2 separate regions of the Xenopus tropicalis genome follow, and region 2 is linked to region 1. A link is a contact called in public Hi-C data. All regions are on one chromosome and are shown on one strand. The core of a region is the stretch at or near the end of the contact, and the rest is flanking DNA. Distances in the headings are between cores, read along the strand shown.

Region 1 (5,935 bases), core at 1,337-3,836:
GCAATCTTCCCCTGTGTTTGTAAATAAGCCCCACTGCTGGAATGCAGGAATTCAGTATGCATTATGACTCTTCCACAATACGTTTGTCCAATTGCCAAACCAATTTAAAATTAAATATGCAGAGTCAAATTTGACTTCATCTTCAACAGGTGAATTTGAAACTATAGTCGGTAAAAAACCCAAGACCTGTTAGTTGCCCATTACAAAGTCACATGACATTAAGGCTTCACGTTTGGTTTGGCTGAATAATAAGAATTTGGCCGAATTGAAATCTTGCAAAAAACCCAGATCTTAAATGAAATCTCTAATTGGTTGGTAAAATCACATTTGGAGTTTCCAAAGTAATGAGCAATGACACGAGGCGCTGCGAGTACCAGTTATAATCCCCGCTGTGCAGCAGTAGGATTTTCATACATACAGCGGGATTTTAATCAAAATCCGTTGCAAAATTAAGAACAAAATGATTGCATTGTACAATGGCTTAGACTTCCCCGCTGCAAATTTTGATAGCTCATAGCCACTGTAAGAAATGCTCGTAAATGGCTTTTTGATACTGAAAATACATATTATATATACGTTGCTATGAACTAAAACGGAAAATTTTGCAACAAAATTCTTTCTGCCGTTGGCTGCATCATAAAATACTTTTGCAATTTTCACTACTTTTCCTAGATGACAAAGTATTTTTTCCATTACAGGTCTGGGATCTGTTATCCGTAAACCTGTTATCCAGAAGTTTCCGAATTACATGGAGGTCATCTCCAATAGACTCAATTTAAGCAAATAATTCACATTTTTATAAATAATTCCCTTTTCTCTGCAATAATAAAACAGTTGCTGTACTTGATCCCAACTAAGATATAATTACCCCTTATTGGGGAAAAACAGTCCTATTGGGTTTATTTCATGTTTAAATGATTCCCTTTTCTCTGTAATAATAAAACAGTACCTGTACTTGATCCCAACTAAGATATAATTACCCCTTATTGGGGGCAGAACAGCCCTATTGGGTTTATTTAATGGTTAAATGATTCCCTTTTCTCTGTAATAATAAAACAGTACCTGTACTTGATCCCAACTAAGATATAATTACCCCTTATTGGGGGCAGAACAGCCCTATTGGGTTTATTTAATGATTAAATGATTCCCTTTTCTCTGTAATAATAAAACAGTACCTGTACTTGATCCCAACTAAGATATAATTACCCCTTATTGGGGGCAGAACAGCCCTATTGGGTTTATTTAATGGTTAAATGATTCCCTTTTCTCTGTAATAATAAAACAGTACCTGTACTTGATCCCAACTAAGATATAATTACCCCTTATTGGGGGCAGAACAGCCCTATTGGGTTTATTTAATGATTAAATGATTCCCTTTTCTCTGTAATAATAAAACAGTACCTGTACTTGATCCCAACTAAGATATAATTACCCCTTATTGGGGGCAGAACAGCCCTATTGGGTTTATTTCATGGTTAAATGATTCCCTTTTCTCTGTAATAATAAAACAGTACCTGTACTTGATCCCAACTAAGATATAATTACCCCTTATTGGGGCAAAACAGTCCTATTGGGTTTATTTAATGATTAAATGATTCCCTTTTCTCTGTAATAATAAAACAGTACCTGTACTTGATCCCAACTAAGATATAATTACCCCTTATTGGGGGCAGAACAGCCCTATTGGGTTTATTTCATGTTTAAATGATTCCCTTTTCTCTGTAATAATAAAACAGTACCTGTACTTGATCCCAACTAAGATATAATTACCCCTTATTGGGGGCAGAACAGCCCTATTGGGTTTATTTCATGGTTAAATGATTCCCTTTTCTCTGTAATAATAAAACAGTACCTGTACTTGATCCCAACTAAGAAATAATTCATCTTTATGGGGGGCAGAACAATACTATCAAGTTTAATTAATATTTAAATGATTATTTAACAGAGTTAAGGCATAGTGATCCAAATTACAGAAAGACCCCTTATCCAGGAAACCCCCAGCTCCTGAGCATTCTGAATAACAGGTACCTGTATTGACTTTTATCACCTTTATCAATTAGGTTGCCGTTAGTTATGCTTTATGCTTCAGACCTTTCCCAAATCAAAAATATAGATGCAATTTTTGGGGGGCAGATCAGGGAATTACAGTGTTTTAAACCAGAATATTGTTTTCTTGTTTCCGGGCTCTGCAAAGAACTTGAGACTTACCTTGGCTTCAGTAGGGCGAGAGCGTTCCTCACTTGTCCATATTGCCCTCTGCTGAGGGTGCATGTCCCAGGCGGAGACAGGCCCTATGCTCTATCTCATCCTGTCCCACTCAAGCAGTTCCAAAACCATTCAGACTTTGAGCAGAATGGGATACAAAGCAGTCCCTCCGGCTGCACCCAGGCTGTGTGCCCTGAGCTCTGCACTGACACCACCTTTTTTTAGAGGGTGGGTGCAGTTTTTCTCAGAGGGGCTCTGCAGATACCACAGGGGAGATAAATCAATAGACATTGGCACCTGCTTCCTACTCAACAACTGCGTATGGCAGCTCTCTCCTGGCCTCTCCGCACAGCTCTGTACATATGTTCCTGGCTGGATGGGAGAAGTGCAGGGTGTGGGAGAGGGAAGGGGAGAAAGGAAAGGAGGGGAGGGAGAAAGAGGGGTCTAAAAAAAGATCGAAACAGATGTAGCGAGAGCCAGCATGCTCAATATGTCAAACCTTCCTACAGCAGGGACGCAAGCGCCGCACATGACATTTGGGAATCAGCAGCGTTAAAAAAAATAGGGAATCAGATATGGACCCGCAGCTCCGGGAAATGGGAGGGATCGGGGGGGAAAGAACTCTTACGGAAAATAAAATTTACTTTATTCACCTTAAGGGCAGTGACACACGGAGAGATTAGTCGACCCGCGACAAATCTTTGTTGTCGCGGGCGACAAATCTTCCCGCAATGCCATCCCACCGGCTAGAATGTAAGTCGCCCGTGGGATAGCGATTTGCCGAAGTCGCCGAAGTTGCCTTGAGAAACTTATTCTTATCTGCTCTCCAAGTATCACTTTTCCTTTAGGCTTACTGGCACTTACAGGGTTAAACCACTTGTTCTGCTGAAGGCAGGCTGCAGTGGGTCTCAGCTGACAGATACAGCCTGCCCATCGTTGGGGTTGGATTGTGGGCACTTACTGTATGCCAGGTAGATGCATGCCTATACTGAAGCCATGGAGCAACCGTATGTAATAAACATTAACAAAGGACACACAGATAGTACATTATTCGTTTATTCTAATTTAGATAATCGAATAAAATCGTTGATCTGGTCATATCATATAGGATAAGTAAACCTGTAACAAAAAGTTTATTGTAAAATTGCTCAGGGTGCTTTTTAATGCTCTTTTTCAATTTACATTCATTATTTTTTTCAGTTTCAGAGCTATTTAAGTTTTTATTAACAACCAATATAATGAACTGTGTAACAGCACCACCTGCTGGTCAGTTCCGGTAACTGTACAGACAGAGAGATATACCTTCAGGAGGAAAACAGAGAAGGGTTCTAATGTTGCTCTGCTCAGGAAAGAGATCAGAAGCCTCAGATGCCCATTTCCATCTCCTTCCGGAGCAGAACAGAAGATTTCATTGCGGTTATAGACTGTGGATGGTGGCCAGGGCTGGATTCACAATCAGATGGATGGAACTGCAACTCCCTGCTTCTTTGCAAGAAAAGGTCCAACATTCACATCTGGAAGCCCCAAAACAGGGCACATAAAAGTAGATTGACGTCAGTTTCGTTGCCAGTCCTTTGCCCCCTAGCTGACAGTCCAGGGCAGTGCACCTGAGCCCTATGCCTACTTATGTGAACTACTTATTTGCACCTTCTAGTAGGGGTCATTTATTAAGTGCAGGGCAGGGTGCAAAGGGCACAGAATGGGCACAGTCCACCAGGTTTTCTGTCCTTTGCCCCCTATAAAGAAATGTATGCAGGTCTCCAAAATGGAGCAAGAAGATCTGCTTATTCATGAGGGGTGGGCCTGGGGGAGGCATCTAGATGTACCCCTCATCCCCTATGCCCTAATATGCACATGATTCAAAAGTGCAAGTTAGGGAACCCCCTATGGCAGCCAGTATGGACAGGCTTAGCTCCTTGTACCAGAGTTAATTAGCCGGACACTAGTGCGCCCCCTAGTGTTCTTGCACTTGCATCTGGGGTCTTTTAAATGATTTTTTTTCTATTTCTGTTTTTGACTTAGCCAAGCTTTATAATTCTCATTCTGCTACCCAAATCAGGCACTGGTCTCTCCAGGCAGCAGTACAGTCTTATAAATTCTGGGTAACTGTCTCTGGTCTTTTAAGATGATTGCTCCTATCCAAAGTCTGTATTTAGAATCTGTATAGTGAAACAATAGGGCAACGCTGCAGAAAGGAAGTAGACACAGGAGCTTGAGTACCAGGAAATGTCCTCCCCCCAGGTAAGTGACCATAACCTTTCCAGAAGGATAAAGGTAAATAAGTTTCCCCACTTCTACTAATGATATTAAAGGGAAACATTCTTAAATGATCCCTTTACATTTATAGATAACGGAAATGATAAAAAGATGGCTGCTAATGGTGTTGCTCCCCTAGTGTCTATAAAATGATAATGGCTGCTGGTTCTGCCTTTGTGATTTCCATTATTTCTGAAATCTCCTCCTGAAGTCCTCACATGGGTCTGATAATAGTTTTATTATAAGCCACCAGGGTGCATGGCCTAATGGGAGCGGCAGGGTGGGCAACCAGATGTGGCCTGGTATGGATACACCCAAAGTGCAAGCGGAATATCCCCCTAGGCCCCACATAAACTGTACAGAGAGTCCATGACACTACTTCTAGGCTAGCATTGATCTTTTAAGTACATTTGTGACACTGTTCCACGTTGATTGGATTCTATCACTGCCATACTGGGCTCCAAGAACACATTCGGCCTGCCTGATTATTACATTATGTGTGTATTGCAGGGTGCCGAGAAAGTGTTCTGTCGGCCACGCGTGGTCCTGCCGAGGTACAGTTAGCTCTTTCCATGGGTGGGGCACCATCAACTGCCAGCTGCAATGGTGTGACATGACTCCTGAACCCCAACACTTTCCCCTGCACACATGCACTCACTGGTGGAACTGCACTGAGATGCAACAGGACAAGCATAGGTAGAATGGAGGCTTGAAGTAGGAAGTGGAGTCCTTACCACATTTGGGTTCCCTTCTACCCCGTGGCCCTGGGGTCTGTTGTAAGGCAACTATGCCAATGGCCCTCTGTTTCTAAATCCCAGGGCAGTCCTTGGTTTCTCTCCAATACCCAAGAGGATGTATATATATATATACTGATGTCCCAAGAATTGTGGTGGGATGCCGTCACATTGGAAAAATGAGTTGGAGCTTGTGCCACATGGGTTGAAGTTGGCAAAGGTAGCAATTTTATTAGCAGAGATGCTACATTTAAAGACAAATGGGATAATATTTTGAAAAAAATAATGAGTTAAGTTGTTTTAAACCACAGAAGAAAAATGGAAAGTTGTAGATTGAAATCAGTGCTTTAAAGGATAAGTAAACCTTTAAAAAAATGAATGTAAAATTGCCCAGGGTACTTTCTAAGCACTTTTGCAATTTACATTCATTATTTATTTTTTCAGTTTCAGAGCTGTTTATGCCAATATAATGCCAATATAATGAATGTTGTAACAACATCGCCACCTACTGGTCAGTTCCTGTAACTGTACAGACAGAGAGATACTGTACCTTCACAAGGGAAACAGAGACGTTTCTGATGTTGCTCTGCTTAGGGAAGAGATGGAAAAGGGCATCTGAGTCTTCTGATTAAAACCTGAATAGCTTTGAAACAAAAATAAATAAACAATTAATGTAAATTGCAAAAGAAATTTTTAACATTGACTTATCCTATAACGGAAACAACTGAACCTCATTGTGA
Region 2 (5,935 bases), core at 2,081-4,580, 220 kb after region 1:
TCCTTTTGCATCTTTATCTTACATTATCTTTTATTTATTTGTATTTATTGTTATACTTTATATGTATCTATTATTATCTTATTAAACCCCTGTTCGTATTAATGCATTCTACTGTACAGCACTGCGTACATAAGTAGCGCTTTATAAATAAAGATATACAAATTAAAGATATACATTGTTACTACTTATGTTGATGACAGATAAATGCACATTTTTATACAATTTCATTCATAGTATTTATGAAAATTGCGTTTATTTGATTATTATAAAAAAAAAAACACTTTATGGAACTTTTTGGAAGTTACTATATAAATAATATTGGCTGAAACAATTAGTAGAAGTGGGAATGATCGCTTTCATGCTTCGCAACGGGATCTCGTCTTTATCTGCAGTTTATTAAAAATTGACCTTGTATCTGGCGCAGAGTCATTTCAAACATTTGCTAATAATTCCCAGCTGTCTCCGGCCGTGCCCAGGTCTATCCGAAAGCAGCTTTTGAAGTCCCAAGAATAGAATTTTGTGAGGCAGCGACAAAAGGACCACACAAGCGACTTTGTATTTTATTTTAAACTGCAACAGGCGCAGATTTGGGGGGTAAACGCGAAAATAACATCCGCTGCATATTCTACTGCAAATATACATCATTTCAAAGAAGAACAAATAATTGCAGTAATTATTTCTTGAATAATAAATGTAAAAAAATCGTACAAAAAAAACAAAACAAAAAAATTGTCACTTTCTTTTTGCCCGTTCCAGAGCCATTCTGTTGTCTACAACAGTTAATAGCCATAAAGTAGGGATTATGGAATCATTATAATTAAACATAATTAAATGGGGATTAATGATTAGGGCTGCTGGCACGGATACTCGAGTGTAAGATATGCATTCTACGAAGGTAATACGCAAGGTTTCGTGCAGCCGTAGGGTCGAGCCTTAACGAGCTCTTTATAATTACACTAAATGACATCAAAGTGTTATGATTTAAAATAATTGTCCTTATGTAATATCTGAAGCCATTTAGTGCCAAGGGGGCTTAGGCTCCATTAGACAAGCAGTATGGCTGCTTTGAAAGCCGTATATTGACTGTCAATGACCTTCAGAAGTGAGAGGTGCTGATAAGACTGTATGTGAATGTAGGTACTGGCGGAGGTCGGGGAGGAGAAGAAGGCAGTGCAAGCCAGGCCAACGGAAACCACTGCAGGCACTTACGTAAAAAAAATAATCCAGAATTTTATTTTGTTCAAATATTTCAAAATACCAAAAAAAAGATATTTGACACTTACTCCCAGACTAGGGGATGTTAATTGCTATATTGATTATATAAAGGGGCATTTATAGGAAAGCTGCCCTGGACTTCATGGGACAATTAAGATTATTAATGACAGCTTTAACAGGGATAATAGTTAAGACTGAGATAAAGAAGGGCAAACACAGGCAAGTCACAGAGAATACAAACAAAGGGCTGTGGGGGGGAAGAGGGGGGTACCCCATTTATTAAGGCAGAAAATAAGTAAAGAAAACAGAAAATAAAAATATGTAATGTTTTAATTTCCCTTCCCCGAGATATATATATATAAAATTGGCTGGAGAAACAGGGGCCAGGATACATACAACTGAAGAGTAAAGTGTATCACTCGGTGCCATAAAGTACAGCCCCAGTGCAGTTATGTGGGTAACTGCTGTAATCTGAGCCCCAGATATCATTAGGTTCTCCAAAAAGGGGCATTAGGGCATGACAGGTAGTGGGGCTGCCCAGGCAGCAGCCGTAGATAAGAATAAGCAGGGATAGAAGATATAGTAGGACAATATGGCAGCAACAGGACAAGATGGCGACAGCAGGGCATGATGGCAGTAGCAGGACAAGATGGCGACGGCAGGGCAAGATGGCAGCAGCAGGACAAGATGGCGATGGCAGGGCAAGATGGCAACGGCAGGGCAAGATGGCAGCAGCAGGACAAGATGGCGATGACAGGACAAGATGGCGACGGCAGGACAAGATGGCGACGGGAGGGCAAGATGGCAGCAGCAGGACAAGATGGCCGCAGCAGGGCAAGATGGCAGCGACAGGGCAAGATGGCAGAAGCAGGGCAAGATGGCAGTGGCAGGGCAAGATGGTGACAGCAGGACAAGATGGCAGCGGCAGGGCAAGATGGCAGCAGTAGAACAAGATGGCAGCTGCAGGGCAAGATGGCGACGGCAGGACAAGATGGCGACAGCAGGGCAAGAAGGCAGCAGTAACACTGCCCAATTGGCTGGCCTTCATCGAAGGTAGAGATATTTTGCTCACATCACTTGATATAAAAAAAAAACTTAGGTTTTCTCTGTTAAGATGAGTTATAATAAGTATATTTATAGTCAAAATGTGTAATTCCTAGTGTTAATAAGCAACTCAAACCCCATATACCATAATGGCTAATGGCAGGTTAGGCCATAGGAAATATTATTGGTAATATTATATTCCTAATGTGGGTCCAGGCAGATTTCAGCGTAATTGTCCCCAATCCATTTGTCTCCTTCTTTAAAAACCAATGTTGACACGAACGAAACCTTTTTAGGAAACCACAAAGCCCCAAAATCATAATACTTGACCCTAAAAACAGTTTGGCTATTCATTATTTTGCCCCTGAGCTGAGAATGGTTCAGTCCAAAAGTGTCAGTCCAGATTTGTACAGCGCTGCGGAACATGTTGGCGCTTTATAAATAAATGTTAATAATAATAATAACAGTCTCCTGTTGGGTTCTGGGAGTTGCAGTTCACTAAGGTATGGAGCCTGCAGACCCCTATTCTATAATAGTCCTTTTTTTTTTTTTACCATATTTATCTATATTGATTTTTATTTTATAATTCCTTTAGCCAGGCAAAGCCTAAAGCAAAGCAAGATATAATAACATTAAACTATTACAGCAATTAAGCAACTATAAATGCGAAGCTAATTAACCGCAGAAGAGTAAAAGGTAACCAGACAATTAGCTTATTAGGGCAATAAATGCCGTATCACAGTTAAAAAAAAGCAATGCTGCCCCCTACTGGCCAGAATGTATATTAAAGCGCTTTACTTCTATAGCGTTCAGTAAAATTAAACCAGGTAAAGGCCCCATGAAACGGGATTTCTGTTTTGCAAATACCTCTGTTAAAATACAACAGTTGTGTTACGATGGCAGGGGCCGGGTAAAAACAAAGTTCAAGCTAAGCCCCGCTCCTGTGACAGAAGCAAACACGGCCGCGGGATTTCCTCAAAGGGTTTCAATACAGTGGGATTCTGGGAATTGTAGTTTATTAGCCGCATTAAGGTGAAGAAGGAAGTTGGAGTTACAGCACGGAGGAACTACAATTCCCTACGAGACAGGACGCGTCCTCTGACAGAACGCGGAAATACGCTCTGACCTAAGATTGGCTGTTGACCATAGGATTCCCGGGCCGAACCATACCAGGACGCCTCAGGTACCATAATATTACTGTTATTATTGGCTAATGCCTAGACTCTATACTCTATTCTGTTATCATACCGCTAGGAAGTAACCCATAGCAACCAATCACATTTTTGCTTTCATTGTATTGCCAGCTGGCTGAGCAAATGGAATCACTGATTGGTTGCTAAGGGTAGCTGTCCAGGGGCACAGTGTCAGGGTAGTTTTATTATCAAGATATTGTTTTTTTATTAGGTTACAGACTTGTGACAGTGCAGGGATCATATTTTGTTTCTTCTTCCTCTGTTCCTGGATAGTTATGGGCTGCATTTAGGGTTGCCACCTTTTTTCCCCCAAGTCTGACCAGGCTGCGGTCCAGGGAAGCCAGTGACTTCATAGGGGTGGGAATGGGCACATTGGGGGCAGGGTAGGGTTGCCACATTTCTTGAAAAAAATACCGGCCTTCCTATATTATTATGTTTTTCCCTATTAATAACATTGACATGAAGAATAATTTTTTCCGGCCAGGCCTGTAAAGTACTGGCCAGGTGGTAACTCTAAGGCAGGGTGTGGGTGGATCGGGGCAGGTATGGGCTGATTAGGGGTGGGAAGGACATGGATTACAAATTTACTGGCAATTACATTGCCGTATTACCAACTTGGTGGCAACACTAACTGCATTAAAGGTCCCCATACACTATAAGATCCGCTCGCTTGGCGATGTCGCTAAGCGAGCGGATCTTCACCCGATATCCCCACCTATGGGTGGGCGATATCGGGTAGCAAGGGACTTAAAAAAAAAATAATCCCTGGGGCCAAACGATCGGATTACATTTAAGGTTATGGGGCAGTCGGTTCGGGGACCGCATCAACGAGCCGATGCGGTCCCCGATCCAACTGGATTTTCTAACCTGGCCGATCGAGATCTGCCCAATTTCAGGCCAGATATCGGTCGGCCAGGTCGCTCTGTTCTGCCCATACACGGGCCGATTAGCTGCCGAATCGGTCCAAGGGACCAATATCGGCAGCTATAGTCGGCCCGTGTATGGGGGCCTTAAGTCACGAAAATATTTTGTTGGCCTCCACAGATAGAGCCTCACAAGTAGTCCAAGGGCATTGGCACATGATGCCCATACAAACACTTGTAATTAGAATTGTGGCAGTCGAAGCCTCAGTTGCCTACAGGCCCCACGATCACTCTGAGGTGATTTCCATGAGGGGCAATATTGGCCAAAAGCAATAATAAGCTCACAGTTACACCATGTGCCTTTGCTCACAATGTTTTTAAGCCTGAAATGCAGGGGATCCCCAACCTTTCTTACTCGTGAGCCACAGTCGAATGTAAAAAGACTTGGAGAGCAACACAAGCACCATAAAAGTTCATGGAGGTGCCAAATAAGGGCTAAGATTGGCTATTAGGGGCCTCTATGCACACTATCAGCTTACAGGGGGGCTTTATTTGGTAGGAAATCTTTTTTTTTTATTCAACCAAAACTTGCCCCCAAGTCAGGAATTCAAAAATAACTCCCTGGTTTGGGGGCACTGAGAGCAACATCCAAGGGGTTGGGGAGCAACATGTTGCCCCAGAGCCACTGGTTGGGGATCACTGCTGAAATGGAATCCAAATGCTTTCTGGGTAAGCACACACAAAAATATAGATGTTTCCTACTATGTTCACATATAAGTAACTTGGGATTTCTCTTTGGCCTGTAGCTCCTTCCCATGCTGATGCTACCGTTGAGCCTGCTCCGAACTAAATGCAGGATACCTTGGACACTGGTCACATTGCCGTATTCTAGATCACAGCTTTACATGGAGAGGCCAGTGGAGAACGCTATCCGATCCAAACTGACTGAGACCCTGAAGCCCAGCCACTTGGAGGTGCTGAATGAGAGCTATATGCATGCGGTGCCCAAGGGCTCGGAAACGCACTTTAAGGTGGTGGTGGTGTCGGAGAGCTTCCTCGGCAAGTCTCTGATCCAGAGGCATAGACTGGTGAATGAACTGCTGAAGGACGAGTTAGCTGGTCCTGTTCATGCCTTGTCCATCCAAGCCAAAACCCCTCAACAATGGGAGGAAAACCCTGCCATCAGCAAAAGCCCAGCCTGCATGGGGGGCTCGAAGCATGACCCTGAGATGGGCAGGAAACTTGGCACTCAAGTGTAGATGTGACCCCTCTAATAATGGGAACTTATATGTGAGATAAAGCAAAACATCTGATAACTACATTTTACTATTTCTGTAAAGAACTGTGAAAATTGTTAGATAAACCTGTTTGTGACCAGCTGTGGGCTGCGTACAAAATGGGTGCAGAGCGCTTCTGTACGTTTATGTGGTAGTCAATAATGGGTTACGGTGATGTCCCTGTCAAATGTAGGAATTAAATCATTATGTGCTGATAAATAGTGCTGTGTTTATTTCATATACTGCTTCCTCCCTGTATGCCAGTCTCACATTCTAGTATTGGCATTGTTACAGTTCCTTTTGCAGTGCTCTGAATGCCTCCTGGGGCAATGTATAAATGGAG

The links. A called contact is a pair of places that touch in the nucleus more often than the background predicts.
Region 2: a Hi-C map of neurula embryo shows a contact between it and region 1, with 4 times the contacts expected there. The contact joins the promoter of bola1 here to the promoter of hjv in region 1. A contact is called at or near these places in 4 of 5 Hi-C or Micro-C datasets (brain, gastrula embryo, neurula embryo and 1 more).

The regions. Positions count from the first base shown.
Region 1 is chr8:128,575,380-128,581,314 of UCB_Xtro_10.0, forward strand. hjv (hemojuvelin) reads right to left here and starts at 2,587. Exons shown (of 4, transcript XM_002938475.3): 1 at 2,209-2,587.
Region 2 is chr8:128,789,909-128,795,843 of UCB_Xtro_10.0, forward strand. It overlaps bola1 (bolA-like protein 1), which reads left to right and starts at 3,331. Exons shown (of 2, transcript XM_012969620.3): 1 at 3,331-3,442; 2 at 5,122-5,811. The coding sequence starts at 5,131. The coding sequence ends at 5,574. It overlaps LOC116407059 (a long non-coding RNA gene), which reads right to left and starts at 3,220. Exons shown (of 3, transcript XR_004220032.1): 1 at 3,127-3,220.